2 separate regions of the Mus musculus genome follow, and region 2 is linked to region 1. A link is a contact called in public Hi-C data. All regions are on one chromosome and are shown on one strand. The core of a region is the stretch at or near the end of the contact, and the rest is flanking DNA. Distances in the headings are between cores, read along the strand shown. Region 1 overlaps Dpf3 (D4, zinc and double PHD fingers, family 3). Region 2 has its middle 14 kb from the start of Dcaf4.

Region 1 (6,322 bases), core at 3,676-6,175:
TCAATGAGAGTGGAGATAGAAGACAAGAGGAGGCAGCCCTTGCATGGTTGGGTCTTGGTTTCTCAGGCTCTGATCTCCTATGCATCTAGCCCCAGTCCTGTGTGGGATTTCAGCAAGGACTCTCCTTCTGTGTCTCTAGGAGTGGCAGGGGGACGGCTCCCCTGCCTCTGTCACCAGTCTTCACTGACTCCCTTTGGCCTATGTCAATAATCTCTGCTTTAAATGAGAGATTGGTTTCACTTGGTTGTTCTTAGGGCCATTTGGCTGGCATGGACCACACACCTGTGTGTGTTTGTGTGTGTGTGTGTGTGTGTGTGTGTGTATGAATAGAGGGACAGGATCAAGGAGAGGTTGGAGGAAAATTTTATAGAAAACCAAACTACAATCCCTTGTACCTTTGTTTTCTTTTTTAAAAAGATTTTATTTATTATTATAAGTACAATGTAGCTGTCTTCAGATACACCAGAAGAGGGCATGAGATCTCATTATGGGTGGTTGTGAGGCACCATGTGTTTGCTGGGATATGAACTCAGGACCTTCCGAAAAGCAGTCAGTGCTCTTAACCGCTGAGCTATCTCGCCAGCCCCCTTGTTTTTTTTCCTTAAATTAAAATCCCTTACCAATTGTGGATACCTTGTCGAAGAGTCAAACTCTCTTTGGTCTCTCTCAGGGGCAGGGTTCCTCCACCTCTCTTGACTATAAAAGCCTTCTGTGACTATAGTAGAATATAGTAGACTGTAGTCACCTTGTGAGACTTTGAAGAGAACTGTTTATTTTGGCTTACTGTTTTCAAGATTCTAGTCCACGGGTAGGCAGGCCCATTTTAGGGGCTTCTCTTGATGCCAGTGGTGGAGAAGGCATGTCTGGAGCAAGCTGCTTGCCTCATGACTGGAAAGAGAGAGGGGAGGAAGAGACTGGGGTTGTAAATCTCTCTCGTGGATATACCCTAATAATCTAAGGACATTTCCCAGTAGTACCTATCTCCTGAAAGGTCCCCCCATCTCTCAGTGGTGCCACTTCAGGAACCAGACTCACAGGCCCAGCAAAATAACTCCTGATGTCTGTAGAAAAATGCCCTACTTTACTGATTTCTCTAGGTTTGGGAACACTGAAACTCTTGCCACACTTTTCTCTGAGCACGACAATGACCTCCTACTCTGCTGCTCTGGAGCCCGTTGGGCGTTACTAGTACTCTTTCTTCATTGGTCTGGGGCCCCTGCTTTCCTGTGAGAGCTACTTCTCTGAGGCCAATAGCTTTTTATGGAACAAAGCAGAGGAGACAGCCAGCATATCCAAGGGGAGATTTTGAAGACAATAGTAACTAGTCATTTGGTGTGTTTGAATGTTTTCAAGAACTGTGGTCATGGGCACTGTTGCTCCTCTTTAGAGATAAGGAAATGGGCTCCAGGCTTCTTGAGAATCATGCTCAAAGTCAAACCCCAAGACTGGCAGAAGCAACTCTGAGTCTCAGGCAGTCTGCTCCTACATCTAGAGGGTACCCTCTCTATTCTGCCTCAGCTTGCTCCAGGGAGTGAGCAGGAGTGAGAGCCATCCCTGGGACTGTGTACTGGCAGAGAAGCTAAACCCAACTCTAGTGTTCCACGACCCTGCTTGTCAGGAGGTAATAGCATAGGCTGTTGAAGTTTTACCTAAGAACTCTGGACTCTTCATCCTGGTTCCCAAGGATTACCCTTCCTTACCTGCTTCTGGGTACCTGACCTGTCTGTGTTTGTTTTCCAGAAGTAGAACTGCCCCTGAAGAAAGATGGATTTACCTCTGAGAGTACCACACTGGAAGCCTTGCTTCGCGGCGAGGGAGTAGAGAAGAAGGTGGATGCCAGAGAAGAGGAAAGCATCCAGGAGATACAGGTACCCTCATCTGCCGAGGGAGCTCCTGGGTACCGCCACCTGCTGCCTCTGTGCCATGGGGTCCTTAGTGACACTGTTGCCAGGAAGCTTAGAGCTTCTGAATTAAAAGCATCCCTCTACCTCAGGAGCAATCATTGTCTCCTCACATCTGTTCCTCTCCCTGGTTTCCTGGTATCTGTACTCAGAACACATCTGCTAAGCACCAGGTTGTGCTGAGTCCTAAAGATATAATGAGAACAGGGTAGACTGACTTGAGTCCTTGCCTTTGTGGCCATTGGGGCCTCTGCCTCACCTCTGCCCCTTTCCTCACACCCCAGTCTGAGCTCTACCTCACCATATTATCTTGCATCCTTTCCCAGCACTCCCTACCCATCCTTCAAAGCCAGCCTGGACACCCCTCCTCCAGGCAGGGACAGTTGCTTTGATCCTCATGTGTCCACTACCCTCTGTGTCCACCACCTGTAAAGTTCTCAGACATCACTGTGAGGACGCACACCTATCATTTATCACCCTCAGTGTGTCTCAGACCCCTCCTGTCTAAAATTATGGGGGGTGGTGGTGCAGCGTGTTACGATAATACCAGTTAATTCTGATATAATATTAATAATTAAGCATAATTAAATTATATTTTGATTACATTTGTATATTAAGTCTTTATATTTTGTCATACATCTCATGGTATTTTTATATCCAATTTAACATTTGATTTAATTGGTTCACTAATTTATTAAAATCTTCATTAACACCACCACCACCACCACCACCACCACCACCACCACCAAATTCTGTTGTGGTGCTTTGTAAAGATCTGTGTGTCAGGGACTGTGGTTCACTGTCTGTGTGTCAGGGAGTGTGGTTCATTGTCTGTCATGGATGGAGCTGGATTTCCTTAGAGATGCTGGGTGAATCTGAGGCTGGCTGCCTCTGCCCTTCCAGGGTTAAGATGAAAAGTCAAATCCTTTTCACTTAGTTGCCGCCACCCGATGTAGTTGTCTCTCCTCTCTATCTACAAGCTATAAAAGCCCTCACTGAGATTGCTGCTGCTTTGAACATAGGCATCGCCAGGTCTTCTTACGCACACTTGTCTGTCTCCCACCAGCATCCCCTGTGCCTTCCATCCTGTCTGCAGTGTCTTCAGCAGGAATCGGAGTAGCCCCTGCTCTGATACCTCCCCTGGACCTCTCCTGCTGCCCTGATCACCTTGCCCTTTCCCCTGGCTTGAGTTACTTAGTTGCCATCTCAATAGTTTCTCCACCCATGCCCAGAAAGACAAAGATCACTCTTAAAAATCTGTGATTTTTAGGTTCATAGCAAAACGGAGAGGAACAAAGAGAGATTTCTCACCTCCCTTAGCCCTCCAGTTTAGCCTCGTCCATTAGCAACACCCCACACGTGTTCCGTCAGTGAGTGCCCTTGACAGGCTTTCCTCCCCCAGAATCCACAGTTTATGTTACTGTTCACTGCTGGCGTGCTCTATGCTGTGTGCTTGGACAAATGTATAATGATCGGGGTCCACCCTGCGTAGTGTTAAGACAAGACAATTTCACTGCCCTACACCGGCTGTGGCCTGATATTCATCCCTTCTGTTCCTATCCTGGGCTGCAGCCTTCTGTCTCTCCTCCCACACCCCTAGTCTTGGCTACACTGTAGCCTTTTCCGATTGGCTTCTGCCACAGGACACACACAGACGCTTCTTCCATGACTTCGTGGTGACTTAGCTCATTTCCTTCCAGTGCTGAGCTCTGTTCCTTTGAGAGGAGAGCTTGCTGGAGGGAAAGGAACTCTTTCTATGGCAGCCCATGCCTGAGTGAAAGCTCTTGCCTCTCTCAGATGGGATGGGCTTTGATTGTTTTGTTCTACTTGGGAAGTCCTTCCCCAGACATTTGGGGCTTTCATCTCACCTTTGGGTGCCCTGACCACTGTGATTAATACTATTCCCTACTAGTATTCTTTGAATTTTAGGTTTTTTTTGTGATTGTTTATTCCCCTGGTGTAAATGTAACCATTTCCCGGGCCCCTTGACTCCCTTGCTCGCTAGAACAGCTTAAGCACACACACCCAGCTGGACACATAGTAGGTACACAATAAATGCCTGCTTGAAGAGACTGGGGGCCTTGTTTCTGACTACCCTCTCCCTATCTTCCATGCTCGGCCTTGTTACTTTAGTCCTAAGCACAGATCTATTTGTGCCAACTCCTTCCTAATATATCTTTTGTTTCCACTAAATAGATCCAGCCTGGTAGACATGGCCTCCTTCGGCCTCTCTTCTCTGCTTTAGGCTAGTGTTCATCCGCAGTCTCTTTCTCTTCCTCAGCTTTCTTCCTCTTGGCCTCTGGTCTGCTGGAGTGTGTATTCTTCCACGTACACTGAATGCATTTAGTGGTTAGGCCCGGCCCTAGCACCACCTTCCCCATTAAACCTTTCTTGGTCCCCGACAACTGGAGTGGCCTCTTTTTTAGCTCAGGTGTTTGAGCCACTTCTCGCTTTCTTTCTTGCATTGTGTGTTTAGCTAGTCATGCGTTAGCCTCTGTGCGTGGACCTGTAGCGTTGGGAGCAAGGTGCGTCGTCTCTGTATTACCCACGGCCCTGTTAGTGTTTTTACCTCATTCGTGTACATGGACAGGATCTGTGATTGATACAGAGTCAGTGCTCAGAAGCCTGGATACACGTGGACACAGCCGCTCTTCTGTAATCCTGGGAGCAAGTCTGAGTCACCTTCACATGGCCCAGGGCCAGGATCCATGCTGTCATTGTATCGCCATTATTGCATCAGCCCTGGTGTTGGCAGTGTGGCGGCCCGTGCACAGCATGCGACTGCGCTGTCCGTGCTGTAGGATGCTGAAACGAGACCGCAAGCCCCTTGAGTTTAAGTTCTTACTGACTTTCCATTGCAGGACTACATATATAAGAAGTTGGCTGTGTGCCTTTCCCTTAACTTTTAATGCATTAATTGGTGTGTGCTCTCGTCTGATAGGCACCCTGTTTTGAACATGGAGTGGTAGGTACTGAGGGCTGCTCTGCTTCTAGTGTGACGCCCAGTTAAAGCAAGTGAACACATAAGAGAGTTGGAGTTTTGGATTAATGAAAGCCAGCAGGAGGAAGCAGTGTTGAAGGAGGGGCTGAGCTTAGGCAAACGAATGTCCTAAGGGACGTGGGTTTAACCACAGTCCTGTGGGATGACAGGAGCCAGCGATGTGAGATCCCCAGAGTGACAGCTTTGAGACAGGTCAGTGCCCATCTTGTCCAGTGAGCAGATAGAAGGCCCTGTGGTCTGAGTACAGTACTGGGGGTGGGGAGGTGGGACAGGTGGGCAGGAGTCAGACCCTTCAGGCCTCTGGAGACCTAGTTGTTGTGGCTTTTTGGCCTTGTGTGAGATGGAAAGAAGCCAGTCAGAGGGTTTTGATCAGGGCAGTGAATTTAGATTTCATAAAGATTCCTCCCCTTCCTCCTCTGCGTGGGGGAGCAGACAGTGCAGGAGAGCAGGAGAGGATAAGTTAAGAGATCCCTCCCTCCCTCCCTCCCTCCCCGTCCTTTACTGTTGAAAACAAGCACAAATCATTGTTACCAGCTCACTAAAGGCTATTTAGAGTAACAGTAGGGAATGCTATTTTCAAGTGTGTTTATTCTTCAGATGTCTATGGACAGGGGCTGCCTGTGTGTAACAGGGTGGTAGGTAGCGAGGCTGTCGGTTCTGTTGGATGCCGCCTGTCCTTCACTCCTCCCTCCTAACTCTCCCCACTCAGGCTCCCGAGTCCTGGCTCAGGCTTTGTTTGTTAGGAGCTCCTATGCTCTCATGGAGTGAGTTGGGTAGAGAGGCTCTGGAATCAGGGCTGCATGGCAGGAAACGAAGACAATGGGCTGTGTATCTGAGGCCAGTGTTTTAGACTCAGGCTTCTAGAGTTACGCACTGATGGCAAGCGGGATGGAAACTCAAGGGAGAAATCAGCTTGCCAAGAGACTATAAGACTTAGGGGACCAGTCCAGCGGCGGTCACCTTTTTATTTTATTTTTTTATTAACCTTCCAGTCTAGAATTCATGTTGTGTGTAACAAATTCCTCATCATGAAATATGTCAGGGGCATCAGAACTGTACTGAGAAGCCAGAGGCAATGACCTTTAGATATCAGCACTTGGAACTTGCCATGATTAAGTGACTTCAAGCCCTGGAAAGTATGCAAGATACGATCAACAGCAGTAGCCACAGGGCTACCTCATATTCATTCTATGATTTTTTTTTTTTAACCCAAGGTGGTAGAGTGTCTGATTTGGCCTTGCCTGGCTTGACTAGTAACCCCATTTTAAGGTCAGGAAGCCAAGGAATGTGCTCTGGACCCTAGTCCACATCTCCTATTGATGGGCCAGAGGCCATGTTCAGCAGACAAGGACATTTCTCTTTGATGTTGAAGGTTGGCTGAGCTGTCTGTAAGTACTGTGTCTTAGTAAGGGCTACTAAT
Region 2 (5,713 bases), core at 1,012-3,511, 180 kb before region 1:
AAACCAAAAAAAAAAAAAAAAAAAAAAGATGTTGAGATTTAGCAAGTGAAGTGACTCAGTGGGTAAAGGTGCTTGCCACCAAGTCTGAGGACCTGAATTCCATTCCTAGACCCCCACATGGTGGAGAACCAACTCTTTGTTGTTGTTGTTGTTGTTATTGTTGTTTTGAGATTCTCTCTCTCTCTCTCTCTCTCTCTCTCTCTCTCTCTGTGTGTGTGTGTGTGTGTGTGTATGTGTGTGTGTGTGTGTGTGTGTGTGTGTGTGTGTGTGTAGCCCTGGCTGTCTTGGGACTCACTTTGTAGATGAGACTGTCCTCAAACTCAAAGATCTACCTGCCTCTGCCTCCCTAGTGCTGGGATTAAAAGTGTGCACTACCACCCAGTGAAAACCAGCCCTTAAGTCTTGTCCTCTGATCTTCATATTGGGACTTTGAACATGGATGTTCCCTCACCCAGAAATAAATAAATAAATAAATAAATAAATAAGCAAGCAAAGATGTTGGTCAGGAATAATGGTGAGTGCCTTTCCTTCACTCAGGAGTCAGAGGCAGCTGAGTCTTTGTTTTTTGTTTTGTTTTGTTTTGGAGACAGGGTTTCTCTGTGGAGTACTGGCTGTCCTGGAACTCACTCTGTAGACCAGGCTGGCCTCCTGCTGGGATTAAAGGCGTGGGCCACCACCACGAGTCTTTATGAGTTTGAGGCCAGCCTGATCTAGATGTGGAGATCCAGGTCAGCCAAGGCTACATAGTAAGACCTTATCTCCAAACAAAAGTGAACAAAACAAAGTAAAACAAAAGGTGCTGAGCTTCCGGGGACTTTTATTTCTTCTCTCCTTGTATCTTTATGTGTCTTTCCAGTTCTTTATAATGGGCATGTATTATTTTTATGGCCAAGGAGAGGAAGAAGTTCTTCGTACTTCAAAAGTAAAATAACAAAACCAAATAAACCTGAAACTCGAAGTCCTAACGTGACTGCGCAGCACATACGTTCTTGTTTATAGTTGTCTGGAGGGGACTCAGCTTGAGAAACGGGTGGAAACGGACGAGCAGAGGGAACCCTGATGGCTCCGAAGTATTACCTTCATTGCCGATGATGGGGCTGCTGGGACAGTGTTTAAAGCCACAGTTGTGTTTGCTATTGCACATCTTTCTGACGGCTTTCCCGCGTCAGCAGAATCGTTGGCTGCTTTCGGCAAACTTCAGGAAACTTTTAGTAGGATCTTGAGATCTTGGCACAGCGCTTTCTTCCATGTGTACTAGGTACCGAAATAACCTGGTTAAATTCTCCACTGTTCCCGGAAGAGGAAAAAGGCAGAGAAACGGAAGCCAGGCCTGGAGGGGGCAGGAAACGTGTGTGTGTGTGGGGGTGGGGGGGGCGCGACGGGGCTGGGAGTGGGGTGGGATGGGGAAGGCAGGGAGGCCTCTGTGACAGTGGGGCACACTGTACCACCTGTTGATTTGAAGTTTTCCTAGACAGGGTTTCTCTGTGTAGCCCTGGCTGTCCTGGAATTCACTCTGTAAACCAAGCTGGCCTCGAACTCAGAAATCCGCCTGCCTCTGCCTCCTGAGTGCTGGGATTAAAGGTGTGCACCACTACTGCCTGGTGGTTTAGCGGTTTGTGAAAGAAACCTCCTTGCTTTGTAGGCAGTTAATGACAATAGCATTGTGTGATGTCACAAACCCATTGTTGCCAGTTTTTTTCTTTTTTTTGTTTTTGTTTTTTTTTTTTTGTTTGTTTTTGTTTTTTTGAGACAAGGTTTCTCTGTATAGCCCTGGCTGTCCTGGAACTCACTTTGTAGACCAGGCTGGCCTCGAACTCAGAAATCCGCCTGCCTCTGCCTCCCAAGTGCTGGGATTAAAGGCGTGCGCTACCACGCCCAGTCTGTTGCCAGTTTTTGACTCGAGTGTAAACATTCATTTGTATACTTTGAACCTGAAAGTCGGGTGTTTGGAGTGCCTCTTAGAGACTGGGCGACAGTCTCCTTTTCAGTTGAGGCTACTCCTTAGAGTGCCTCATGAGTTACTGTCCTGTGTTAAAAACAGGATGCCCGTGGCAGTTTGTAGGACGAAGAGATTCTTGGCCTGTGGCTGCACAGGGATAAGAGTTCATCCTGGCAGCGTAAGCACGGCAGCGGGCAGGAGGAGATGCTCAGGGCTCACATCTTCTATCACAAGCACGAAGCAGAGGGGTGGCCAACAGGGAGCCGGGTGAGGCCTCATACTTCCTCCAGTAAGGCCATACCTCCCTACCCTCTCTAAGAGGCGCCACCAACTGGGGACCAAGTGTTCACATACAGAAGCCTGTTGGGGCCAGTCCCATTCAAACCACCCTAGGTGAGGTCGCTTTAAATCATTAATCATTTGCAAACAGAGATGCTGCAAAACGAGGCTTCTTCTTTGCTGTTGAGAGTTGCTTCCAAAGGCTCACAAGGACAAAAGGCTTTCAAACGGTGGACTTGGGAGATCCTAGGAAAGTGGGACTCTTATTGCTGTGTGTCTTTTCTCATCTTGCATGGGAAATGCCACCGAACTTTTTTTTTTTTTTTGAAATGGCCTTTAATGCATTGATGTAGTTTAAGACGTACAATATACTTCTCTTGAGACTGTGGACTCGAGGGCACTAGACTCTATTTGAGGGTAAAATTGAATCATTACAGATAGTCAACTTATGAAGAGGTTTGGCGGGCAAGTTAATAGATTGTGAACTTTTTTTTATATTTCTTTTTTAAACAACTGTGTTTCAACAATAAAGTCAGGCATGACTGTTGTCAGGGGATGTGAGCTCAGACATTGGGGCAGCTCATAGATTTCATACTGGATGTCTGTCTTTTCTTTCTTCTTCTTTCTGCCTCCTTGTTCTTTGTTTTTGTTTCTTCTCTTTTTTTAGATCAAAGGTCAGGCCTGAGAGATAGCTCTGAACATCTCAATCGTTTATCCCCATAGCACGATACTGTGACAGGGCCTCTTGCGTTGTTGCTGTTGTTTGTTGTTTCCTTTTTTAAGCATGCATGTCTGTTTTTTGTTTTTTTAAATATTTATTTATTTATTGTATGTAAGTACACTGTAGCTGTCTTCAGACACTCCAGAAGAGGGCATCAGATCTTGTTATGGATGGTTGTGAGCCACCATGTGGTTGCTGGGATTTGAACTCAGGACCTTTGGAAGAGCAGTCCGTGCTCTTATCCACTGAGCCATCTCTCCAAGACATTGGACGGTTGGAGATTATTTAGATTGACTTTTGCTTTTGATTGTGGCTGTGCCCTGATATTTTCCCTCTCGAAGGAAGAAACTGTTTTAGTGGAGCCCACAGTTAAGAGACTTTTAATTGTAAAAAGACTTTGGATTTTAAAAGAGATGGCTATTTTAAAGAAATTGAAATTTTAAGAATATGTAAAGACTGTGGGACTTTTAAAGTTATTTAAACCAATGCCTGGCCGATAGGGTTTGCGCTTGCGCTTTTTGCTTTCCTCTGTCTCTTCTTTGCCAAGTTCTACATCAGGGCTGGCGGGGCCTTCTAGCTTAATTTCACATTCCATTTGCTCAACACCGCCTTCACCCTTGAGCAGATCGTCAGTGTCCAGGTCCCCATCCTTCTTGTCATCAGGGCCAAGGGCATCTGAGGGCTCAGAACCTCCAGCCCTGCCTCGCCTGGGAGGCCTAGCCGTCCTCGCCGCTGGCGCCGCTTGTGCAGTGGTGACATGGTCAGGTTACGCAGCACCGCCATGCCAGTTTCTGTCAGCCACACACCCTCGAAGCGAAAGAACTGGGGCTCTGGCTCTTTTACCTTCACAGGTACCAGCTCTGGTGGAGCGACGGGCACCACAGGCTTCACCACATAGGGCTGGCAGGAAACACAGTCAAAGCCCTCGTCGGCGGATATTTAAGTCCAAGGATCTAGCAGTTACTCAGTCTCACGCAGCAAGCAGGCAAAGGAGCAAGAGCAAGAGCTAGACTCCCTTCTTCCAATGTCCTTATATTGTCTCCAGCAGAAGGTGGAGCCCAGATTAAAGGTGTGTTCCACCACACCTTTAATCCCAGATGAAAGGCATAGCCCAGATTAAAGGTGTGTTCCTTAAACTCGGAGATTCAATCTTCTGGAATCCATAGCCACTATGGCTCAAGATCTTCAAACCAAGATCCAGATAAGGATCTCCAAGCCTCCAGATAAGGGTCACTGGTGAGCCTTCCAATTCCGGATTGTAGTTCATCTCCAGCCCCGCCTGTCTATTTTTGTCTGCATGTGTGTATGCACATTAGGAGATAAAGACGCTTGCCACTAAGCATGAAGACCTCAATTTGATCCCCAGAGCCCACATACTAGGAAGGAGAGAGCTGACTACTGAGAGTTGTCCTCTGGCCTTCACGCTAGCGTGCACAAGTGCGCGCGCGCACACACACACACACACACACACACACACACACACGAATAAATGTAGAAGAAAAATTAAAAAGGTAGATAGGAAGACAAGAAGACAGGAGGAAAAGAAAAGTTGCCATGTAGGCCAGGCTGGTCTTGTATGTATGTATGTATGTATGTATGTATGTATGTATGTATGTACAAGTAAGTAAGTATGCATATTTGTATGTATGTTCAAGTAAGTAAGTATGTATGTTCAAGTATGCATGTATGTTCAAGTATGGCCTCCTGCCTCCACCTACAGAGTGCTGAGATTATAGGTGTGCACCACTATACCTGGTTTACATCGTGCTGGAGTTTTAAACATAGGACTTTGTACACTCTATTATTTATTTATTTATTTATTTATCTAGACAGGGTTTCTCTGTGTAGCCCTGGCTGTCCTGGAACTCACTCTGTAGACCAGGCTGGCCTCGAACCCAGAAATCCACCTGCCTCTGCCTCCCAAGCGCTGGGATTAAAGGTGTGCGCCACCACGCCCGGCTGACTTTGTACACTCTAGACAAGTGCTTTACCAACTCAACTGTTTACTGACATCTCCAGTCCCCAAGATGTCTTTTTTTCCTAGTAATTATAAATAGGTCCCCAGGGGCTTGAGAGATGGCTTGGCTCAGTGGTTAAGAGCACTGGCTGCTTTTACAGAGGACTGAGTTCAGCTCTCTGTATCCACATGGCAGCCCACAACCATCGGTAACAGTTGTAAGTGACAACTTTGCTCTGGGGCTTTGGGGTTTGTTTCATCTGGGACATTTCAAAGCCTATGTGGCCTCTTAGCTCTGAAAGCAAGCCTGCCATCACTACCTTCTTCCTCCTTCCTCAACTTCTGCCTAAACTATTTCCACCCATCCATTAAGAGAGCACTCCTGGTATTGGATGGGTAAGAGTCCAGAAGGGAAGGCAGGAAGAACAGGGGCCCTGTGCACTAACCATGGCTCTGCAAGAGAGTCCCTTGCAGGGTTCCCAGAAATCAGAGCATTGTTAAGCGATGACCACTGTACAGTATGCAGCACAGAACAAATTCAGGACTCTGCCCTGTTTCCTGCCTTGCTCTCCTGGGGGCTTCTTACCTAAAATAGACGCCAGTTACGTATATACATATATTAAAAGTGAAAATAAATGTTTAAAAAGAGGAATGTAGGTGTCCTTAGTGACTTCCATATCAAACAACAGTTTTCTGAAACTTTGATCATCCATAGGTCTGGCTTTGGGAATTTTTCTGGAAGGCCTAGTCGGTAAACCGGATCTCAGACCATATTTTTGGATGTTCTTTTCCAGGTAATTGATCATTATCTGGCTCA

What was found. Hi-C and Micro-C count contacts between places; a contact is called where the count stands out from the background.
Region 2: a Hi-C map of extraembryonic ectoderm shows a contact between it and region 1, with 2.6 times the contacts expected there. The contact joins two enhancer-like sites. A contact is called at or near these places in 1 of 15 datasets of contacts at CTCF or cohesin (pro-B cells), 26 of 484 Hi-C or Micro-C datasets (the G1E-ER4 cell line, Sertoli cells, adipose-derived mesenchymal stem cells and 13 more) and 3 of 115 datasets of contacts at active chromatin or transcription factors (embryonic forebrain and embryonic stem cells).

Annotation. Positions count from the first base shown.
Region 1 is chr12:83,327,409-83,333,730 of GRCm38.p6, reverse strand. Dpf3 (D4, zinc and double PHD fingers, family 3) reads left to right here. Exons shown (of 11, transcript NM_001267625.1): 4 at 1,741-1,868. Among named protein-coding and RNA genes, the nearest start is that of Dpf3, 160 kb to the left of the region's middle. Within about 2 kb of position 4,925, at least 48 of the 459 cell types and tissues checked have an H3K27ac peak or open chromatin away from gene starts, as enhancers often do. A contact at or near this core is called in differentiating embryonic stem cells and extraembryonic ectoderm, where this site is marked.
Region 2 is chr12:83,503,244-83,508,956 of GRCm38.p6, reverse strand. No RefSeq gene overlaps it. Among named protein-coding and RNA genes, the nearest start is that of Dcaf4, 14 kb to the left of the region's middle. Within about 2 kb of position 2,261, at least 7 of the 459 cell types and tissues checked have an H3K27ac peak or open chromatin away from gene starts, as enhancers often do. A contact at or near this core is called in differentiating embryonic stem cells and extraembryonic ectoderm, where this site is marked.